Linked DNA regions of Mus musculus: all the other regions are linked to region 3. Evidence: chromatin contacts called from public HiChIP or PLAC-seq data. All regions are on one chromosome and are shown on one strand. Each heading gives the region's core, a stretch centred on a gene start, on an enhancer-like site or on the middle of the called end of the contact. The rest is flanking DNA. Distances are from core to core; before and after follow the strand shown.

Evidence for each region. HiChIP or PLAC-seq counts read pairs in DNA pulled down with a chosen protein or histone mark.
Region 1: an H3K4me3 HiChIP or PLAC-seq map of embryonic basal ganglia shows a contact between it and region 3, with 2.8 times the contacts expected there. The contact joins two enhancer-like sites. A contact is called at or near these places in 1 of 15 datasets of contacts at CTCF or cohesin (large pre-B cells), 4 of 115 datasets of contacts at active chromatin or transcription factors (embryonic basal ganglia, embryonic stem cells and forebrain) and 1 of 9 other capture datasets (embryonic tail).
Region 2: an H3K4me3 HiChIP or PLAC-seq map of embryonic basal ganglia shows a contact between it and region 3, with 4 times the contacts expected there. The contact joins two enhancer-like sites. A contact is called at or near these places in 6 of 115 datasets of contacts at active chromatin or transcription factors (embryonic basal ganglia, embryonic forebrain, embryonic hindbrain and 3 more) and 1 of 9 other capture datasets (embryonic tail).

The regions. Positions count from the first base shown.
Region 1 is chr14:24,992,521-24,995,220 of GRCm38.p6, forward strand. No RefSeq gene overlaps it. Among named protein-coding and RNA genes, the nearest start is that of Gm41111, 11 kb to the left of the region's middle. Within about 2 kb of position 1,376, at least 29 of the 459 cell types and tissues checked have an H3K27ac peak or open chromatin away from gene starts, as enhancers often do. A contact at or near this core is called in embryonic basal ganglia and forebrain, where this site is marked.
Region 2 is chr14:24,649,821-24,652,520 of GRCm38.p6, forward strand. No RefSeq gene overlaps it. Among named protein-coding and RNA genes, the nearest start is that of Gm31775, 14 kb to the right of the region's middle. Within about 2 kb of position 1,256, at least 29 of the 459 cell types and tissues checked have an H3K27ac peak or open chromatin away from gene starts, as enhancers often do. A contact at or near this core is called in embryonic basal ganglia, embryonic forebrain and forebrain, where this site is marked.
Region 3 is chr14:25,622,686-25,625,385 of GRCm38.p6, forward strand. All of the region lies in intron 6 of Zmiz1 (zinc finger, MIZ-type containing 1), which reads left to right. Among named protein-coding and RNA genes, the nearest start is that of Gm45915, 21 kb to the left of the region's middle. Within about 2 kb of position 1,281, at least 54 of the 459 cell types and tissues checked have an H3K27ac peak or open chromatin away from gene starts, as enhancers often do. A contact at or near this core is called in embryonic basal ganglia, embryonic forebrain and forebrain, where this site is marked.

The DNA.
Region 1 (2,700 bases), core at 126-2,625, 630 kb before region 3:
CTCCTAGGACCTGACCACACTGTTTGAAACTCTCTTGGACAGGAGAGATGGCTCACTGTGTGAAGGCACTTGTTATACAAGCCTGGTGACCTGAGGTTTTTTTCCTAGAACCCACCGTGGAAGGAGAGAACTTTATTCCCAAACAGTGTCATCTGACCTCCACACAGATGCCATAGCCCATGTCTGCCTATGCACGCGTGCGTGCGTGTGTGTGTGTGTGTGTGTGTGTGTGTGTGTATGTGTGTGTGTGTGTGTGTGTGTGTGTGTGTGTGTATGTGTGTGTATGGACAAACAACAACAACAACAACCCTCCCTGCTGTAGGGTCAAATTGCAACTCAGCCTGGCTCACAAGCGTGGTGACCGGCCTGCCTGCCCCTGGTCTCCTGCTCTGCTCCCCCACTCCCACATCCAGCTCTTTCATTTTGTACTGCTGCCAGATTCAAGCATTCATCGCCGGTGAAATGATCGATGCTGTCTTTCACCTCGTCTCTGTCTTGAATGCCCTTCCTTTCCTAAATAACATCTATTCCTGCTTTTGAATTAATCTTCGCGCTCCCGTCCGTCAGCTAGGAAGCCTTCCATTAAGCACTCCAGATTTGAATTATATTCTCCTTCCTCTGCTCCCACAGCAGTGGAGACAGGGGTGCTGCACCTTGAACAGTGGTGGCTTCCCGGATATTCTAGGCAGAGACCCCCTTTGCTACCCACTGCGACCCTTTGCTTCTGTGTTTGGGAAGGTGGCTTATCAAGCTACCTACTTGGGAGGATGCCATCAGAGGGAGCAGAGACCTGCCCACCACTTCTCAGGGAAACCCAGGGTACCCCCTTGTCTATCACTACCAATGTCTTTATGCCTGCCATTCTTGCTGTCATATAGCAGTGATCTAGTCACAATAACCAAGGTGGCCTGATAACCAGGGATGTCCAGCGCAGGAATGTTGAATTAAACAATACATGTTTGGCTAATGCCCTTTGCTGCTCACTATATCAGGGTCTTGACTGCATGCTCATAGGATGGGAGATAATGGAGACTAACAAGGACTTTGGACATATGCTCTGGAATCCTAACACAAATCTCAGGCTCAAATGTAGCTTTCTACAGCACCCTTAGTGTTGAGCAGAGGCAATATTCTGTATGGACTGCTGCAAGGGAACATCAGAGAACATGGAGGACCATCCGTGGCTGTTAGAGGCAGGGGGTGGGGCGGGACTGTAGAATGAGATTCGGGAAAGCATCAACTCTGAAACCACTGGGATCTTAAAGGCAGTTGTAGTGTGAACTCCAGAGCTCTCTGTCGCCATGCTCCCTTGCTGGGATCTGCAACCGTGTTCCCAGGCATTGAACATTTAGCTGCTGGGCAGGGAGGGAGGTGGGGGTGGAAGAGTGGGAACAGCCAACAACTCCTGGGGACAACTGCCTCCTCCAAGCCTTTTCTGCCAGGATCTGAGGAAGCCTGTTTACACGGGTCCCCCCTGTGGTCTCTGCTGCTTAATATGCCTTTTGAAAATGACGCTCGGTGGGATGTGTGCACATTTGTAATTACAAAGGCCCGGCTGTTTTTTTTTTTTTTTTTTTGACAATCTGTGCCTACTAATTTCTCAGCGGCAGGGAAGGGAAGCAGGAAATGTCCCCAGCCCTGCTTCAGGAACGGGCAGGCTCCTGAGCGGTGTGGTGAAGGACTTCTATTTACAAAGTCTGTTCATTCCAGACCAACTCTGCTCCGCCCAGGGAGGATCTGAGCTGCACTGGGAGGGGATGAGCTGTCCAGGGTGGCATGGGGGCATGAGAAGGTCGTGTGAAGCTTCGTCCTGTTTACGCTGCTCTTGTGGAAGTCCTGGTGTCCCTCCATATCAACCCTGGCAGGAACTGGGAGGATAAAGCAAGGCATTCCCAGAGTGGGAACCTCAAGTGGCTCGTCATCTCATCTCGAGGGGAGACAAGGGTGAAGCCCACAGGCAGAGACAGCCTTCCCAGTAACTGAGACACCGACCTGGGCTCGCAGGAGAGGGATGGAGCCTCGGGTGGAAAGAGGAGGGCCTGCGGAGACCACAGCCAAGTCTTTGAAACTGAGCTGTGGTTGAAGCCAGGTCAACACACTCACAGGCCTCCCGCATGCTATCGATGTCTGGGTGGAACCCCACCTGAAAGCCTGCTGAAACGCAGGGTCCAGCTCTGCCTTTGCAGAACAGTGGCTCTTTGAATCAAGGTGTCCGAGAATTAAGTTTCCCCAGTGTTCCCAGGGCTCAGACTTAAAGTTGAGGCGGGCATGGGGGTGTGGGGTGGGAGGGGGGGGTGCAGAACTTGATGGAGTTGCTGATAGGTCTCTCCTGGCTAAAAGTGATGACATTGGCAAGAAACTGATCTTTCTGGGGAGCAGAAACTCAAGAGCCCTCAAGTGCAGAACACAAGGCCAGCTGTGTGACCTGCCACACAGGCCTGGCTTTGATACCTAAGGAGGTAGTGGCAGGGACCACCTGGTATTGGGTATCAGTCTCAGACCCCGAAGGAGCAGAGCACTAGAAGACGCCTCTGATCTTGTCTCCTCCTTCTTTGTATAGAATCAGAACACATTCAGGCCAGAAGCAGAAAGCGTGTAATCACTTTCCTTCCTCTGTGTCCCAGACAGACAAATTGAGATCCAGATCTGTGGCCTCAAGGGACTTGTCCTTAGGCAGCAGTGCACAGATATGGGACTCAG
Region 2 (2,700 bases), core at 6-2,505, 970 kb before region 3:
CATGTACATGAAAGCCAGAAGTCAACTTCAGTGCAGTTCCTTAGGCGCCATCCACCTTATTTATGGAGAAAAGTTTCTCACTGCCCTGTTGCTTGCCAGGCCAGTGCCTGAACTAGCTCAGCTGCTCAGTGAGCCCTAAGAGTCAGCCTGTTTCTGCAGTGCTGAGATTCCAAGTGTGTGCCATGATAGCTGGCATACTGTTTTTACTTGGTACAGGGTATCAAACGCAGGTCATATGCTGTGCAGTGACTACTTTACACACAGCTGTCTCCCTAGCCCCATGTGTAACCTTTGTCATTTCCTTGCATGAGTTCTAGACACAGACCCAGTGCTCCAGAGTGAGTCCCCTTTTCTAAGCTTTTAATGAACATTCCTGGTATCCAGATCTTCCCTTCTTATCTGGGCTCAATGCCACCTTGCAGCCCACAGGGGACACAGAGGGACCAGTTATGAGTATGCTTTGGGGGTCTTGGAAGTTACCCAGAAAAGCAGCCTGGAGGAGGCACTGAGCAGAACCCAGAGTGACAGATGGACACTCTCTGCAGGCTCACAGAGGGGCTTCTGCAGCTTGCTAGGAGGCTGTTTCTTTCCAGGTTCTTATTCTTCAAGGCCTGATGGAAGCCCACCCTGTCCTCAAAGCCTTCCTGGGCTTCTATCCTTGCGGGCTCCATTGCAAAGCTAATTTTGTCTGGTCTGTGCTGCCTCCTATGGACAGTGATTGTAAAAGTCAGTGTCGCCCATAGGACAGGTGGCACACACAGGCCTTAATAAATAAATTAATACATCAATAACTGGCTAGGGGAGCCTGGACTTGAGCCCTATCTCTACAGTGACCCCCATGGGATCCATGGGGCTCTGTGCAAAGCCCTGAGGTAATCATGAGTAGGAATGAGTACCCCAGGAACCACCTGTCTCCCCTCTCAGATCTAGGTTTGCAGGGAGCCACTCTCTCAAGCCTGAGGCCGGGCTGTTTGCGCTCTGCACAGGGATGTGGATATCTCTGTGCCTTTCCCTTCATCCTTCCAGGAGCAGGTTTCCGGAGACAAATATACCCTCCGCACCAGCCCCTCGATCTGTCTAAACACAATTTGACATGCGTTGCTATTAGCTTAGCACCTTATCAAATAATGTGGCTTGATCGAGATAAAAGGTTTTACAACCCTGGCTGCCTTTGTTTCTGCCTGCATTCACCCGCCGAGACAGCTAATAATTACCACCAAAGACAAAGAGAAATCTATACGCACGGCTTCCAGCTCTCGTGTGCATGTTAAGCAGCGGCAGGAGAGAGCTGGGAGGAGCCGGCTGGCGTTTGGTCTTGGCCAATCCTAGGGGCAGGAGGCCAGCCCCAGAACCTGGCCTAGTTGAGGTAGCCAGTGGTGAGCTGAAAGGAAAGACAGACGGATATGCTGGAGATGGTGCAGCCCTCGAATGTTGGAACCCTAAGTCTGTGCTACTAGGAGCTCTTTGATCTTCACTGAATCTCTGCTATGGGTCTGCCACAGGAGTCAAGACACCTTGGCTCTTGGGTGAGCATGCTGTCTAGCTCCACTTTCCCCACCCAGGAAGTTGAAGGGTTGTGGGTGGTGGAAATGGTCATTTCAGGCAGAAAATGGCTTAGATGACATCATCTAGGTCTGTATCATGGCTAAACCTGCATGAGGCCTTGACCACGGGTGCTGAAGGAGGAGACAGAGGCCTTAACTTGAGACTCTTGGGCAGACAGTCTTCCCCTCTGGGGCAGCAAACATGGAAGGTGCAAGGAGAGTTCAAGGAGAGCTCTAGGAATGAAAGCAAGCTGGGAAAGCTTCCTGGAGGAAGAGGGTTTGAGCAGTACCCAGATGGATGAGCAATGATACAGGTTGTGTGAGAAAGGTGTTAGAGCTTTGAGTCTGGATTATAGTGTCTGTAGGCACTGGTGGTCTCTAGGGTTTAACAATTGCCCCAGAACCAAGACTGAAGGGATATCTTGGAGTTCCCATCCACTACAGCCCTTGCCTGCTGTGAGAGGGGTAGAACCAGTGACAAGCTGCTAACTGTTGAAATGTTACTTTAGAAAACACACTTTAGCCAGGGCTACACAGAGAAACCCTGTCTCAAAAAAACAAAACAAAACAAAACAAACCACCACCACCAACAACAAAAGCAACTCCCACGTAAACACTTTCACTATTGCCAACTCCAAGACATCAGTAAGATGTCACTGAATGTAGAAAGGGTAGAGATGAGCGTGGGTGGCTCTTGTGATTGAGTGAAAACCCCAGCACAGCATGGGTTGGAGTTTACTGTGGACTCAAGGAGTCAAGTCAGTAGCCTCCAAGGCATCAGTAATCAAGAAGATAGAGCAGCACACAGGTCTCTTTCACCCCCACTTGCTCCTATGGCAGACATCACTAATCAATTATACTTTTGTCAAGCTGAGGATCCTTCTCATCCAAGAAAGTGCAATGGGTTGGTTAAAGCCAGCATGTAGTTCCATTGCCTGATCTAGACTTAATTTCCTCAAAAGCTCCTGAGTGATGAAACTGAAGAAGAATTCTCCTAAAATGATCAGCCCTGATGGCCTCCCAAACTGGCACTCTTCCCTGCTTCTATGCTGTCGTCGTTTCTTTTGAGAGCTGCAGTGAGGGAGAGCATCTGAAAGACAAAGCCATGGCAAGGCTGGCAGGTCTGGTAAAGACCAGGAAAGTCTTGTGATCAAAC
Region 3 (2,700 bases), core at 31-2,530:
GAGGAGGCTAGAAGGAGCTGACATGGAGTCTCCTCATGAGAAGTCTGAGTCATTGGACCGTCTTGGGGAGTCAAGCTGTTCATCTTGGGCTTCTCTCTTCTGCTCTCTCCTTTATTTCAGCCAGCTGGCCTTTACATTTCCTCCCTCCCTTCCTCCCTCCCTCTTTCCTCTCTTTTTTTTATACTGCTAGCTGTCCTGGAACTTGCCACATAGACCAGGTTGTCTTAGAACTCCCAGAGATCCCCCTGCCTCTGCCTCCCCAGTGCTTAGTGAGGCTAAAGGTATGTGCCAGCACACTGAGCTCCTATTTACTTTCCTAATGGGACATTTCAGTGCTAGTTTTTCTCCATGTTGTATGACAGCTGGTCAGCTTCCCATTAGTGCAGGAACCTTCCCTGAGAGTCTTCTGTAGCCCTTAGATGATGGAGTCTTCCTATCTCATCATCTGGACAATGTGGAGTGTGTGTGTATGTGTGTGTGAGAGAGAAAGAGAGAGAGAGAGAGAGAGAGAGAGACTCTTGTTTCCACTACTCTAATTGTATGCATGCATGGCCTCTTCAGAAGGACAAGAGGGAGGTGGATCAGGTATTGGGAGAACTGTGGATCTGGAGCCAGCTCCCTCTTCCTGCCCGTGTGAATGTCTGCTCTACAAAGAGATATATCTATGTACTTTGTACATAAGTAATTTTTCTCCTTCAAAGAGTATAGAACCCCCTGCCATTTGCTCTTGCTGGTTGTCCTTTGGCAAGTCTCTCAGTGTCTCTGGGGGCCAGGAGACTAGACATAGTGATCACCGATTCCCAGCACTGTCAGGACGGCAAAGAAAAAGGGGTGTCCTGATTTGTCTAGCATATGCAGCTGACCTTCTGAGGACACAATGCCTGTACGAGCTGGCTCTTTTAAGGTCAGAGAAAGAAGCCGTTTCATCCTCAGATTCTCCCTCAGCCCAGGATCCCAGCAGAGTCCAAACTGTGAAGTCTGGCTCCAGCCTGCTGACCACCATCCGTGGTCCTGTGGCCTTGCTGGGTTGCCCATTGTCTAGCCAGGCCAGCCCCTCAGGCCTCAAGCTCACCCTGTCTGTGCCCGCTCAGCCTGGCCAGCTGGCCGTCCAACCCCAGCCCCTCCTGCCACCGTGCTTTCGCCTCAAGCTCCGTTAATTTTCATGGCCTCCATCAGAGGCAGAAGGCAAAAGCTGTTTCCTGCAGAGAGAGAGAACAGGAGCTGGAGGGATGGAGGGAGGGTTGTGTGGAGTGCTGTGTGGTGATTGAACACTGCAGAGGCCTAAACAAATGACGGTCGCCTCCTCCAGAGGCTCTGAAGAGAAACCAGGAGCTGGGACTGACTGCACAGCAGATGGCCAGGCTGCTGTCTGCCTTGTGCTTGCCCTCCCTCCCCCATCACATCCTGCCTTACCTGGGGCCCGGCTCCTGAGATCCCACAGCTGGCTCAGCCCTATGGCCACAAGATGCAGAGTCCTCAGCTCCACTCAGCCAGCCCACCAGCTGTTGATGGTGGCCCCGAGAGCTGCTGGCCCCGAGAGCTGCTGGGGACAGACCCAGGTTCCCAAATACAAGACCTTCAATCAGAGGACTCCAGAGGCAGAGTCACTGGAATAGGGTCTGACCCGAATCAAGTTCTCCACCTGTAGCTCCTCCGTCATGCCACTAGAACACCTGTGTAGACAGAAAAGGTCACCTGCAGGTGAGGCAGGTGCATAGCCCACCTGGGCCTTGCTCCAAAAACTGACATAAAACCAGGGCTCCACCCACTCCTGTCTCCAGCCCAGGATTCTTCTTCTGAGAGAGAGTGTGAGGTTGAAGAAGCTCTGCAGCCCAAGGTGGAAAGGTAACCCAAAGAGGGGTTACAGAGCTGGTCCTGAGAGCCCCTGAATATTACGTCAGTGAATAGGAGAAAGGAGAGAGAGCCTCTCACATCCATTCCTGAAGTCCTTGAGAGCATTTCGTGCTGCCGGGCCCGACAGTGCTTCTCAGAGTGAGACTGGACAGCGTCACCATCACCATAACCTGATGGAAATGCAGATTCGTCAGCTCTGTCCTGCAGCATCAGAGATCCCACAGTTACGGGAGTCTAGGACTTGTAACCAGCCTTCCAGACGATTCTAAGGATTGCACTAGGAGAATGTCTGGCCAGGAAATCCAGATGGTTCAGTCTTGCTCTGGGATTTCCTGTCCGGGACATCCTGAGTGTTACATACTGGCCAGGGGTATCCAGAAAGCCACAGCCCTGGTGTCAAAAGAATGACTTTCACTGCAATGAGATGACAGGATATTTTAAAGAAGTCCATAGGGAATTATATCAAGTTAAAAAAGTAAAACAATAACAACAACAGAAATCTCTGTGCCTTCACCACCCTTAGGTGTGCCATCCAGAGTCTCTGAGAGTTGCTTCAGGTGGTATCAGTCTAAAACCAAGAGTGTCTATGACAATCTAGAACATGTTCTGGAATGTTTCTCCAGGGTATGAAAGGGACCCCCTGTGGTTTAGGAAAAAAAACGATCCAGTGGCATAAAGAGATCAGTCAGCTGTTTTCCTGCAGCAGACTGTTAACCTACCAGCCCCGATGGGCACCTGGAGAGGAGGTGGTCACAGCCAGACGCAGATGGTCCCTCACCCACTATCTCCATTAGGCTTTTTCTGAAGAGGCACAGAATAGCCAGTCAGGGAAGGTGTAGAAATGAA